Linked DNA regions of Rattus norvegicus: region 1 is linked to region 2. Evidence: chromatin contacts called from public Hi-C data. All regions are on one chromosome and are shown on one strand. The core of a region is the stretch at or near the end of the contact, and the rest is flanking DNA. Distances in the headings are between cores, read along the strand shown. Region 1 has its middle 100 kb from the start of Hmga2. Region 2 holds the start of Hmga2 (high mobility group AT-hook 2).

Region 1 (7,100 bases), core at 1,255-3,754, 100 kb before region 2:
ATGGTATAGTTGTAAGCCAACAATTAGTGGAGCCAAAAAAAATTAGTAAGCCAAAACATATCCTTCTAAAGGATATGACTAGTTTAAAAAGAATGTCTTAATTTGCTACATTCCCAAAAGTCTTAGGAAACCCAGAATTCCTATATGTACTAGACATATTTATGAGAAAAACTGTCAATTTTATGAGTAATTTGCCAAGCCATTTAAAGGAAAGATGATTGTGTTAGCTTTATATGTTTGCTATAACAAACGTGGTTGTTTGAAAACAACAGAGAGTCCACAATGGTCTCATTTGGTACCCCGGGGCCAGCAGGGGCTTTTACCCACTGGAACAAAGCCAGTATCTTTGCCCTGCTGAGTTTTGCAACCCTGCTTGCTTGTCCCGGTTCATAATACTTTCTTCGCTCTTCAGAGGCTACACTGTCGCATCTGGTTTGCTTGCTGTTCCTTCTGTCTCTAGCCGTCTTTTGTGAATTCTTGACAGTGTATTTAAAGATAATCATTGGGATAATCCAGGCTAATGCCCCCACCCTTGCCTCATCTCAAGAACTTTAATATAGTTGGCAAAGTCTTGCAAAATCTCTTGGTTACAGGAAGCAACTTTCAGATGGCCCAGGACCCTGGATCCAAAGGGCTGGGCGTTATTATTTTTCACTCAGTAGAGCGGCACACATGTAACTCACGTAGAAGGCAGTTAGCTCCCAAATGGGCATTAGGTAATTAGATTAGTAGTTTAGACCACTGGCTTCTAAGATAGGAGTGCAGGAGACATATAGACAAATGACTGACACTTGTTCACCTCCATGTTAAGATCTGGAAAATAGACACCAACTCTCTTCTCTCCATGTTTCCAACAGGATTGTCATTCCTGGTTGTAATTACTGACATCAATATGTATGTTCTCTCTCTCTCTCTCTCTCTCTCTCTCTCTCTCTCTCTCTCTCTCGTTTTGAAATTCTGACCAGGAATTTCAGTAGACTTGCTATTTAATTGAGCTTTCTGCAATCCGTTCCTTAGATTTTTCTTGAGTGATGGTGGGGGTTGGGGAGGGGGGTTGATAGAATAGAGAGGTCTTACATCTCTTCCCCTTCAACCTGAACATCACGTTATGGTTTTGTGTGTGTCTCACTCCTGTTTTAAAAATATTTCCATGGAATCTGGAATAAACCATAGTTAAAATTCTGTGCTTCCAGGTCAACCTCTGAATAAATCAAACAGATGGCGGGCCAAGCTTTCTAAATGGCTGGAGATAAGCATATTCAATGGAACCTTGAAGAATCTCTTGCTTTCTGTAAAAACCGCATATTAATGATTAAAAATGCATTGCCCTGCAAACTCAGAAGTTGGTAGATCAGTCCCACCAGTGATTCTTTAGAAAATCATAGATGCTGAGAAGCTCAACTCTTCTAGTTAATTTCGGTAGCTTTCTAGAAGGAAAACAATTAAGTGTTTTGTTCTGTATGATGAAAAATATTATTGGGGCCCTCATCTTCTAATTCTACCCCAATAATATGTTGAAGAGACTGATCTCAGAACATAAAGCCTTTACTTCCACCCCCACCACCCCCAGACTCTCAGTTTAGGATTCCAAGTTATCGGTTGTCAAAGAGCAAGCGGAAAAGCACAAGGGAGAATGCTTCTCTTTCACACATGAATCACTCCTCTTCATTTCTGCTTAGAGTGCTCCCTCTTGGGGGCAGGTACAGCCTCCCATGTAATATCCTTCTCCCCCTCTGCACTCTTCAAATGAGACCGTTACCGGTGGAGTGCTACACCTGGAACCCTTCCAGTTCCGAGAACCCTCTTCTAAATACCATCCCAGGGATCTATCTCAAAATCACAAGACACCACCTCCTAAATAAACTCTTGCTCCTAAATAAAGTTGTTTATTTTGCTGTTAGCAAAAGTAAGGGTATCCTTTGCCCTTGAGTCACTTGGAATTTCAGTGTATAGTATTTTTTTTTTATAGATTTATTTATTTTATGTATGTGAGTGCACTGTAGCTCTCTTCAGACACACCAGAAGAGGGCATCAGATTCCATTACAGATGGTTGTGAGCCACCGTGTGGCTGCTGGGCATTGAACTCGGGACCTCTTGAAGAGCAGTCAGTGTTCTTAACCACTGAGCCATCTCTCCAGCCCATCAGTGTACACTATTGCTGACATGGTGCGAAAGTTCATCTCACCACACACTTCGCAGTTTCTTTCCTTAAGGGCGATGATCTGGGAACCCCCCAACTCTTTTCTAGTTACGCTGACCCTGTGTGGAGATCTCTTCCATGCCTCAGCCCACCTCCTTCTGTCCTTTGCTACCACCCCAGTCCTTGCTCCCAGGGCTTCTAGACCATGGATTTGTTTAGAGGGCTCCTTTCCAAAACAAAGAAGAAAATGCCTGTTCTCTTTAATAGTTTCATCGGACACTTGCTGCTTGTTAATGTTCAGACACCGGCAGCACTGGGAAGAGTCATTGCTTATGTCAACTCGTCAAGTAGCCTAAACAAGCTTGCTGGAGGCTGGCCAGCTCCGGACAGTCATTGACCACAGAGGCAATCTGGAAGGCCATTACAACTTGTGGAAGCCAGAGGTAACTCTGCTTCTCATCTAGCCTGCTTCCCAGGGATGGGCTCCAGAACCACCAGACATCAAGGCCAGAGGGGTTATGTTCAGTTGCAGACAAGATCTGCCTTCTCCTTTGGAATTAACTTGAGATGGATGTGCAAGCTACAGAGAAGCCAGAAGAAACCATCACTCTGACACTCAGCCACTGTGGGTTTACCGTTTCATTCTGTGGTCAAAAGGCACCGATAGGTTTTGTCCTTCTTGAGTTTTTGATGATTGGCTGGGTCTGTGAGGGTTCCCATCTTTAGATTACTGCAGGACTTCTTCAGAACGACTTTGGGGTTTCATTGAAGTCCATCTACTGCAGCCAGCCACCGGGACCTTCTTTACACATCAAACCAAACCAAGCTAAACCAAAAAGCCAAAAAAGCTTTATGAACATTTCAGCGAGATGGAGGATGAAAGACACTAAGTATGCCCTTCTGGCAAGAGCAGAAACAAACTGGGGGGAAGAAACTTAGAAAGATTGTAACCAGGGAATTTTTGCAGAATTGTCTTGCCTTCTGTCTCTGGCGTTTTCCTGGGGGTGGGCTGGGAAGGTCACTCTCCATTACATCTAAGGTCTAATTCTTGTTTTACTAATTATTTGAGAACTTTCGGTTAAGCACTTACTGTGTGCCAGGAGCTGTTCTAAAGTATCAGGAATTGGAAGATGAAGCCACAGTGATACTTGCCTCCAGGACAGAGAGACACTCAAAATAACTGCTAAGCTATGGTGAGAGGTGCAGACAGCTCCAGAACAGGAGCGCCTGGGAGAGGCTGGGAAGATGAGATTAAAGGGAATCCTGTTTGATGTGAATGTGAAGAGCTGTGGGAATTTGTTGAGTGAAAAAAAAATAAGCTCAGGAGAATGGGAGCGGAAAGTATAGTATCACAATCGAAGCCATAGCGGCGCAAGAGCAGTGGTGCGCATGACTGCTCAGAGAATTCTACACCCTCCCTTCCCTATCACTGAATGGGTAGGGCTTTTGCAGCTAGAACAGATGGGATTCGCCAGCAGCCGCTGTCACTCAACACTGGGCAATCCCTGCTTAGATTGTATTCTTTGCATGAAGGCCAATGACTGAACAGCTCATGAGAGAGAAGTAACGCTATCAGACTTGCAAACAGGTTCAAAAACAAAAACAAAACAAACAAAAACACTTCATAAAAACAAATGCATAGGCAGCGAGATCCTCCAAGGTAGTTGTAACCATCAGTACAGAGAAAAACCCCTCTCTCTCTGTGACGGTCCTTAGCTGATGTAAGGAGAGTTTCAAGCTGTATAGGTTTGGGTAAGCCAGTGGGAAAGAAGCTGAGGCCTGTTGTTTTCTATCCACAGCTCTCCCATTCTCGCTGCTCTTTTCCCCACCTCCACCGGCCAACAGGGGCTTCCCTGCTTTTTTAGACCAGTGAGCATACGGCTTCTCAGGACACACAGACACAGAGTAGAAAAATGAGACACAGACACCAGGCTGGAAAGGCCAGCAAAAGACACCCCTGATTCTGAATCAGACTCAAGTGAGAGACCTGCCTAAGGTGAGGAGTGACCAGAGAAGATGCCTGGCTTCAGCCTCTGCCTTCCACACACATGCACACACAGGTGGACACACACATAAGCACAAATATCTGTGTTCTCTTTTTCTACTGTTCAAGGAAAAAAAAAAGGATTTGCTTCAGGGTTCCCATGAATTGAGTAGAGATAGCTTGAGCCAAGATTTGATGCATCAATGAATTAATTTTCAATTTAGATTACTTCTTTCCCAAGAAAAATAATAAACCATAACGATGTAATGTTCTTACTGGGAATCTCAGAGCCATCCTAGAGAAGCCAGCGAGTACATCGTGGTACCCTAGTAACCACTGGCTGGTCCACTTGCTGTTATTCAAGGGGCCAGTGCATCTGAAGCCAAGCCAGCGGTGCCTTTGTAAAGCTGGTCAGTATGGGCAATCCACTGAACACCCCCCAACCCCCAGGGAACAGCGCCCCATGTCAAAGGCAGAGGACATTAGTCATTTCTGGACAGTTCATGGCTTGACTCCATCCTAAAGAGAAGTGCCAAGGTTGTTTTGGTTTATGTGAAAACGGAAAAGCAGAGATTAAATAAACCAGGAGCTTTGTAAGTTCAGAGGCTCATCAACCCAGAACTGCCATTGACCAGGATGCACTCGAGAACACCAAACAAGAGCAGGTGATGAAGTTCGGGAAATAAAGAACGTGAGTTTCCCTCCTCCGTGTATTTTCTCACTTTGAAGATGTGTGACCGTCTGGGTTAAACCACGTCGTGCACTATTCTGCTGTCTTTAGCTGCAACCTCCTGTTAATTTTAGTTGTGGATGTAGACATTCTAGAAGAGCAGTAAAGAAATCAGGCAAGCAAGCCACAGAAACCTTTCCGCTGGTGCTTCTCTTCTCTCCCCACTCTATGCTCTTTTTTTTTTTCTCCAAAAGGGACACAGCCATGGTAACGCTAGTTATAAAACTCACAGCAGACACAGACACAATGAACAGAAAGCATGCCGGCCAAAATGACAGAAAGCTTAGAAAGCAAAATATTTAGTTTGTCCTTTGCAAAAGAATAGCACAAGAAATTCCAGGTGAGTATATTTCCAAAGCCGTGTCGTTCAGAATGCAGGTCTTCCCCAGTGCTGGAGGGATGGCTCGGCCACACCTGCTGTGCTTCCCAGGACCCAGGTTTGGTTCCTGGCACCCACATGGTGGCCAACGACCTTCTGTAATCAGATCCAGGGGGTCAGATGGCCTCTTCTGGACTCCATGGGCACTGTACAAGCCCAGCACACAAATAGACATGCAGGCAAAACACCCACCCATTCGCACAAAATAAATCCTTTAATAAATTTAAAAAAAAAGTAACTCCCATTCACTCATTCATACAAAATAAATCCTTTAATAAATTAAAAAAAAAATGTAACTCCCATTCACCCATTCACACAAAATAAATCCTTTAATACATTAAAAAAAAAAAAAGAATGTAACTCCTAATTGTTTTGGAAAATCATTAAAAATCCAGACTGCCACACATAATCATAATATTGTTATTAAAAATGCTGTTTTGAAGGCTAGGGCGTAATTCCACATGCTTGAATGTTTGCCTAACATGGCCAGGACTTTCATTTGATCTTCAGCACTCAAAAACAAACAAATAAGAAAAAAAAAAAAGAACATTGTGGCTTTGTGGTACTGCTGTCTCCTGAATTTTGCTTCAAGTGCCAGCTTCCTATTTCAGCAATAATATTAATCATTTTATCTAGCCGGATCTTAGAAGGCACTTTTCAGGATTTCAGTGTCTTCCTCAAAGTATCTTTTAACTGCCTGTGTGACTAAATGTTGAAGGTTTGAAATGATCCAGTCGGGTTTCCAGGATGACCATCATTCTGTGTGAGACTCAGGACGTAATGACCAGCTGACTACTGTCCAACCCTGGCCCCAGCTTCCTTCCAGCAAGTCCATACTACTCCCCGAGGACAGTAGACACAGGCTTGAATTTAAACCTTCCTCGAGGAAGACACTGAAATCCTGAAAAGCGCCCTCTAAGATCCGGCTAGATAAAATGATTACTATTACTGCCGAGGTAGGAAGCTGGCACTTGAAGCAAAATTCACAGTGCCCCTCAGAGACTCAGGCAGTGCCTGTGGGCTTATCCGTGTCTTCAGGAGAACCACTGAACATCTAAAGCTCCTCATCCGTGTCTCACATATGGAGAGGTAGGTTTAAAGCACACAGCAGACAATCTTAGGAGTCTTCTCACCACCTCAGGAAGGAATCTAAAGTGCTTACCTGAAAATAAGTATATGGAAACTGCTCAGACTGATAAATCAGAGGTTCTCAACCTGTGGGTCGTGACCCCTTTGGGGGGGTGCGGGGGTTGAAAAATCCCTTCACAGGGATCACATATTAGACCTCCTGCACATCAGATGTCTACATTATGATTCCTAATGGTAGCAAAATTATAGTTATGAAGTAGCACTGAAAATCATTTTATGGTTGGGGGATCCTCGCCACATGAGGAACTGTGTTAAAGGGTCACCGAGTTAGGAAGGCTGAGAACCACTGCTCCATGTTGGTTTCCTGGAGGCTACAGTGGGGTATCATAGTGATCAATTATATTGGAGTGGGGAAGGAAGCCCCCAAGGTCAACAAATGTTAGCATGATTTATAAGAAAGGAAGGAGAATGGGAAAGAGGAAGGGAGAGAAGGAAAAAGAGGGAAGAAAACTCCCAAGTTCAGCATAGTATGGTCATCGAGTCGTCTCTGAAGAGTCAACAGAGACAACACAGCTGCTGGAAGACCTGGGGACAAGCAGATCTTTCTCAGTTACTGTGTTCATGTCACTTGTGTAGGGCTTTGTCAGACCTTCCAATTTGGACCCCAGAACCTTGCCCCTCTGCATTACTCTCTCCAGAAAAAGTATACAGTCGTGAGGTTATGAAGCCTATCTTGCCCAGCGCTTAGTTTTTATTTAAAGCCGTCAGCACGAATTC
Region 2 (7,238 bases), core at 1,115-3,614:
GGTGACTGTTGCTTAAATCCATCCCCTAAAACTTTGCCTGTCCTTCTGGCAAATCGTAACCAAACAAAAATCAAAACAGAAGCCTATATTATGCATGTATGTAAAATGCACGCATCAAAAAGTAAGTGCAATCACACACACACACACACACACACACACACACACACACACACACAGAGGAAACGTGCAAACTCCTCGGCTAGGAAATGTCAGTGCACTCGTGAGAAGGTGAAATTTCAGCCCCTTTGATGAAGATACCATCTTTCACCCAAGCCCTGACAAAACCTTGGGTTCCTGTTAGACCCCTCCCTCGTCATTCAGTTGCTGGGCTCCATCTGGAGGTATGGGGGGCTCTTCCTCTCCATCAGAGCTAAGCGTTCCCAGACTCAACGCCAGCCCTGGGTTCCTGCAGAGCACTCAATGTGAAGTGTCCCAACTCTGCAGAGGGCAGCTGGAAAGGGATTTAAAACGGCAACGTTGACCAATCAGCACGGTCGCGCCCAAGCCGACATTTATACGTGCCTCAAGTACAGCGGAACCTAGCAGAGACTAGATCCTGGGTTTAGGGCTGTAAAGAAGGCGTTTTTATTCCAGGGTGGTCTATATCTTTGTAAGAAAAAAAATTCTTCACCGAGTGAACATTTTTATTTTGGAGTCAGTCCAACACAATTTTGGGTGTGATGTGTGAAAATCTGACCCTAAGATTTTCCTTTTCTTCCCCTTTCAGTTTTGTGTTATTCAAGGATGAAAAAGAGGTACATTTTAGAACGTTCTACGACTTTCAAAATCCGACTGTGGTCACGATGGTGCTCGCATAACTTAGAAACAGCCCAGACTATAAAATTAGGATTTGGCAGAAAGGAATTCTGAGGGAGAGGGTTAAAATAAAGGTAAACTTCAGGAAGAGCTAGGCAATTGGTGCGGAGGAGGGGTAAGGAATCTGTAATATTTTTTATACTCTATAGGCGTTCGAACATGGGTGCACAGCGTCTGCTCCAGTAGTCAGTCCCGGAGGGGAAAAAAGCTCCACGAAGAAGCTGGCACGCTCGATGTTCCTGTGTACGGTGTGCAAATGTGTGCATTTATTGAGAATGTAATTGCTGGCACCATCGTGTGCCTGGAAGTGTGGATGGGCAGGAGTTTTCGTGCGTGTTTACCAGTGAAGTGTGTGTGCGCGCACACGTGCATCTGCGTGCAAGCATGTCTGCGGTCACACCCGTGGGCGCGTGTATCTTCGTGCACGCTGTGTTTGTGCGCCGGCCCGTGCGCTCTGGGGTGAGGGCTCTTCTCAGTGGAGCAGAGTCGGGGATGGGGGGTGGGGTGGCGCTCCGACTCCTTGGCCACCCATTCCCCGGGGCTGAAATACTAGACAGCGGCGATTGACCCTGAATGCTTCTGGAAACTTCGGGCACGGCTCGGTGGAAGCGCAGGTAGAGGCCAAGCTTCCTAGGGTAACTCTGAGATGGTCATTTTCTCTTTCCTTCCTAGGACAACCGCCCAGGGGTGGCCTCCGGCGGCGAGTCTAAGCCCTGTCTCTTTAACCCCACTGCAGGCGGGAGCATGTGAGCCAGGGCTCCGGGTGGCACCCGGGCGCCTCCGCCGCCTCCGCCGCTGCCCAGGCAGTTGTGTTTCGAACGTTGCCTCTGGCCGGCGGCCAGGCGCCTCGGCTCGGCGGTCCGCCTGGCCTGGCCTGCCCCCTCCCCTTGCTTCTCCTGCAGCCCCCTCCCCTTTATCCACCCACGATCAGAGGTGGGCACTCCCCACTCCCGCCACCTCCTCCGCAAGTGCAAGCGCGCGTACACACACTCACACACATACACACACACCCGCGCGCGAGCACACGCACACACTCATCCCCCTTGGATCCGGGGCAGTAACTCAGAAAACTTGCATCCCGGGCTGGGCGCTCCGGGTGCAGAACGCAGAGGCCAGCAGCTTGTCCCTCTGCGTCTCGGCAGGGCCGCCGCCGCCGCCTGACCCCGCCACCCGAGGAGGCGCGGTGCCACCCACTGCTCTGTTCCTTGCTGGAGTAGAGCTGAGTGCCCCACTGGATCCCGGCAGAACCTTCCCACTCTCTCCTTGCTTTCTGACCGCACAGTCTCTGTTTCTGTCTCGTTCTGTCTCTTTGTCTCTGTCTCCCCGTCTGTCTTCTCTCTGTGTTTTTCTGTCTCTGTCCCTCTCCCTGTGTCTCTCCGTGTCTCTGTCTCCCTCCCCCCTCCTTTCTTCTCTCCCTCCCTCTCCCTCTCTCCCTCTGGGGTGGGGGAGAGGAGGAGGAATTCTTTCCCCGCCTAACATTTCAAGGGACACAATTCACTCCAAGTCTCTTCCCATTCCAAGCCGCTGCCGAGCGTCCCAGTACCCACAACTCCCGAGCCGTAGCGGAGAGAGGAACCCTCTCCACCTCCAACTCTCCCTCTCCCTCGCTTCCCGCCTCCTCTCGCTACCTCCACCTCCACCTCCACCTCCGCCACCCACCGCCCGCAGCGCCTCCTCCTTTCCTCCTCCTTTCCTCCTCCTCTCCTCCTCCTCCACTCTTCCTCCCTCCCCTCTCTCTTTTTGGCAGCTGCTGGACGTCCGGTGTTGGTGGTGGCAGCGGCGGCAGCCTAAGCAGCAGCAGCCCCCAGCGCGCGCCAGCTCGCCCGCTCTCGCCGCCCCTGCCCTCTCCAGCTCTCTCCATCCCGTCTCCCGAAAGGTGTTGGGCGGATCCGAGGCAGCGGAGGCCGAGCGGCTGCAGCGGCGGTACCGGCGGAGGCAGCGGTAGCGGCGGCGGGAGGCAGGATGAGCGCACGCGGTGAGGGCGCCGGGCAGCCGTCCACATCAGCCCAGGGACAACCTGCCACCCCGGCGCCACAGAAGCGAGGACGCGGCCGACCCAGGAAGCAGCCGCAAGTCAGTACGCCGGCGCGGAGGGGCCACTCAGCCCACCCGCGACGCCTCTGCCCCGGGGCCCCGCGACACGCCGGGCGACCGGAGCGCGGGAGCGCAGCGGCCACGGCGGCGCAAGCTAGCCCGCCCGCCACCCGGGTGTAGGTGGGCGGGAGACTGAGTCCCCCTGGCGAGTGAGCAGAGCAGTCTTCCCATGTCCCCGCGCAGTCTTCCCTTGTCCCCGCGCCCCAAGGCTCCAGGAGCTGGGGGTCCCGCGGCTCGCTGCAGCCACCGGGCGGGAGGTAGGGTCGCGCGAGGCGTGGACCGGGACTTTCGCTATTGTGAGCAGTCCTGGAGCGGCGCGGCGTGGCTGGGGGGACAACGAGCCTCTGGGGTCCCACGGATTAAAAGCGTCGCTTTGTCAGCCGCTTTTGGCGACCGGGCGACTGGGGCGTTCAGGAGGGTCAGGACGCGGCGAGTCGGAGGCTCTGAGTCCCGCGGCTTCCTCCAGCTTCTCGGGGCCGCCGTTCCGCAGGAGGCTGGTGCGCCTCGGCTGTCTCCTCGGTGCCCTCCCCACACTCCATGGCCCAAGGCTCGCGCCCTCCCGACAAAGAACGCGTGCGGAGCCTACTGCCCTCCGGTTGCTCCTCGGGATCTTTAAAAGCCCGCCGAGCTGCTGAAGCCTTCCGGGCTGGCGGGGAAGGGGAGCCCGGGGGATCCCAGGCCCCCGCGGGCCCGGGAAACGCGCTTCGCCCAGGGAGCTTTGGAAGGAGAGTGCACAGTAGCTAGGGTCGCTTCCCGCCAGGAGCCGGGTCCCCCGTTGGCTCCTTGATCCCGCGCCTCTGAGCAGCCTAAGTTTTAGCGTCCTCCTTGGCGAGTGGCTGGGGGCTGGGAAGGGATGGTCGAGGGGCACCCAGGACCCCGCGGAATGGAGGGTTTTGTCTGCGGATGCAACTAATTAAGCGTGCAGCCGGCTATTGCAGAGCTGTGCGTTGCGCTCAGGGCCGGGGGCGGGCGGGCGGGCGGGCGGGGGTTGGGGCGTCCGTAGTAATTTCCAAGCCTAGGGACGCGTCTATTGAGAACAGTTAAACTCCCTTCCCGGCCTTAAAAAAAAAAAATCTCATTTCTAATTTTGCTTTAAATCGCCTCCCTCGAGCGGATTAGAAAATAATCCTAAAGTCCCAAATTGCCCCCAAAGCGCTAGGTGGGAAATCGAAGAATGTTTGCTGGTGTGTTTTAGGAAAATGAGGAGTGTACCTTTTGGAAAACATCAAAGGAAACAAACTAATCTAGAGGCCTCCGAGTTTTCCCGCTCTGCCCTTAGCGACACTTTACAGTGCATTTGGATCCTGTTTTACACCTCCCAGGAAGTCTCCGCTCTACCCCCTTGCTCCCCACCAGCCACCCAGGTTTTCTGAATTCTACTAATCGTACCCCCTCCCCCAAAGTCTAAAGGAAAACGCAATGGGATCCGGAGGTGGCTGGGAGTTTTTACCTTTGAGTTAAGGCCGAGTTCACAAAGAAAAATGTGTTTCCGATGTGTTTGCTCTAAGTGCCCACTGGCGCTAATATCCAATGGAAGTTTCTAAGCACCCCCCTCCGCTATCCCCCTCCCCCGCTCTCTAGAATGAGAACTTCCATTGAGAACGCTCACGAGTTGTAATTAGGCTCATTTAAGCACCCAGTCTGAATGAAACAAGAGCAGATGATTCACCGGGGAGACGCTCAGCGTTCCCGGCGAATCTATCGTCGCATTTTCTTAACTGCTGACTGAGTATTGGCTACTCAACCTAGCACCCAATAAAGTAAAACGTTCATATACCTGGTGACCTCGTGGCTGTTTCAATTTCTCTTTCCCAGATACTTAGATTTTTCTCCCCACTACTCCGATTTTCTTCCCAGTCCACCCCTCCTCCGCCCAAGAGTTTCTTTCTTAAAAACGTTTTTGAAGACAACATGTTTATTTTTGTAAAAAAAAAAAGATATTTGAATTTTGACTGGAAACCATGCCTGTCTCTCCAAAAGGAAGTGGAGAATTGAAGCAATTATCTAGATAATTCAAGCAAAACCTCCCACCTCAGATTTACCATAATTATTTGGAAATTTTTAGGGGGTGTGGAATTATTCTGAGCTGAAGAGTTTGGATAATCGCTCCAACATTTCACTCAGAATGTGTGGGTTGAATCCTAAACCACCTGGAACACAGGCACATAGAGGTGACTGCAGGCCATGCATTTTTTTTTTTTTTTTGGTCTATCTTTCCAGCTATCCACGATTGTTTTTGTTGTTTGAAATGGGTAGTGGTACTCATATAAAAATGTTTGTTATTTCTGTGAGTTGCCAAGGGCATCATAGCCATGCAGACTTTACTTCGTAGCTCTAAAATCATATGCTTTTCTAGAATGGCTCTCCCAGGGTTTGCCGTCATTCCGATTTGGAGATACAACCCAGTTTTCACAGGGTAAATAGCTTCCTCCTTGAACACTGGGATTCAGACTATGGCTCTATGTTTTTCCCTTTGGTCAAAGCTGTACCACCACCATCCAACTATGCATTTACCGAATGACTTCCAGCAGGTTGGTTAAGCAGCATATGCAGAAGACACAGCCAGAGTCAGGATGGATTTCTTTCAGCCGGTCTTTAGCCACAACAGCTTGTCTTTCCTCTTTACAATCAGGAGCCAACCTGTGAGCCCTCTCCTAAGAGACCCAGAGGAAGACCCAAAGGCAGCAAGAACAAGAGCCCCTCGAAAGCAGCTCAAAAGGTGAGAGTTTCCAATGCAAGCTTTTCCAATGTTATCAATGACTTCCATGTACGTTTTTTCCATTCTAAATCTACAAATCTGAGGACTGGTCTCAGCTGGGTAACTCAAGACATTTTCCCTGTGTTTGTTATATGGGTCTTAAGCCCCCTCCCCCTTCCTGGGTTGAGGCTTAGCTTAAAAGCTTCCTGAAAATACAATGATTTTAGGCAAACAAAAAAGTCATCAAATAGTATAGCGCTTAAGGGGTGGGGGAGAATGGGGTGAGGGCTGGGGGAAGAAATGAAACTGTTAATATTTACACCCATGGTGAACTAGTTGAGAATAAATCAAAGCTAGAGATTTTGACACGTGGTGGTATTCCTGCAATTTCCTCTGGGGGGAAAATAATTGAGATTAATTTATTCAGTGCTTATTTACATGATGACTAGAAGCCAAGTCTCCCCCCCCCCCATTAATGTTAAGCACTTGCCAAATACATGCTAATTAAAAAGAAATCCAATTATGGGTCACTGAAAAGAGTTTCATGAGTTTCACAGCTTTAAATGTGGTGACAAAGTATGCTGTTTGGGTCAGATCTGCATGATATGGTGTCATAATTAGAAGAAACTTTCCCCTAGACCTGTTGTGTGACAATTTTAAATTTTTAAAACAAATATTTTATATATATTATATATATAAATATATATAAATAAATATATATATATTTAGTGGTAGTGGGGGATGCAATAGAATCCAATCAAGTGTGACAGTTTTTAAAAAACAGATTTTAAATTGCACCTTTAAAGTCATTTCATGTTGGTCATGTGTGGTAGCAAAGAGGAAGTATCTTCGAGTAAATAAATGGCTACAGAAAGAAAGGATGAAGACTATATGTCACCTTTTGGTCTTATAAAAAATTGGTGACAGTTTGCATCTTATTTGTGATTCTGTGTTGTCATCAAAAGTAATGGTTCAAAATGAGAAGTAAATCCCCCCACACCTTCTCAATAGATTGAACTATGCAACATTAGAAAAAAAAAAAGACTCTGTGCCTATCCTTGGGGAAATTAATCTCCTGTGTGTATTTTCGTGTTGAGAGGATTGCACTAACCACATTATATGGGGTGCTTCTCAGTGGTCCATGCCTGTCATAGGGACTGGTGATGTAGAAAGGCCACTTAGGACGTCATTATCACTTCTGGCTATTGAAAGAGCAGGTTTCTCTAACATTTGAATTAACTGCCTTTTAAACTTGAGCTCTGTAGTGAATATTTAACCAATTATCTCCCAGTCGTCTCTAAATAACCTTGCTATTTAAGTAACACATAATCTGGTATTCCTAGTAGGAGTGCTTTCTCTTTCTTCTATTTATAAAGGAACTAAAATAGGACTTTTTTTTTTTTACCCAAAAGATCCTGTGTTGTGTTTCTGTGACACTTATTTACTGTGTTCCCAGGGGCAGCACAGGAGTGTCTTGGTGGTAGGTATTGCAAATATGATGTGATCACTCTGAAACTGCTTCATCATAATATAAGTTAAGGCATCTTTAAAACTCACTGTAAATACATGATTTGAAAGTTAATATAAGACAGAAAGTGGATTATCTTCTTGATGTCCCTGTATAACTCTT

What was found. Hi-C and Micro-C count contacts between places; a contact is called where the count stands out from the background.
Region 1: a contact with region 2 is called in a Hi-C map of the A7r5 cell line, with 4 times the contacts expected there. The contact joins the enhancer-like site here to the promoter of Hmga2 in region 2. A contact is called at or near these places in 3 of 12 Hi-C or Micro-C datasets (the A7r5 cell line, the Rat2 cell line and Schwann cells).

Annotation. Positions count from the first base shown.
Region 1 is chr7:57,979,190-57,986,289 of GRCr8, reverse strand. No RefSeq gene overlaps it. Among named protein-coding and RNA genes, the nearest start is that of Hmga2, 100 kb to the right of the region's middle. Within about 2 kb of position 2,504, at least 27 of the 93 cell types and tissues checked have an H3K27ac peak or open chromatin away from gene starts, as enhancers often do. A contact at or near this core is called in the A7r5 cell line, where this site is marked.
Region 2 is chr7:57,875,467-57,882,704 of GRCr8, reverse strand. It overlaps Hmga2 (high mobility group AT-hook 2), which reads left to right and starts at 2,364. Exons shown (of 5, transcript NM_032070.2): 1 at 2,364-2,889; 2 at 5,543-5,629. The coding sequence starts at 2,779.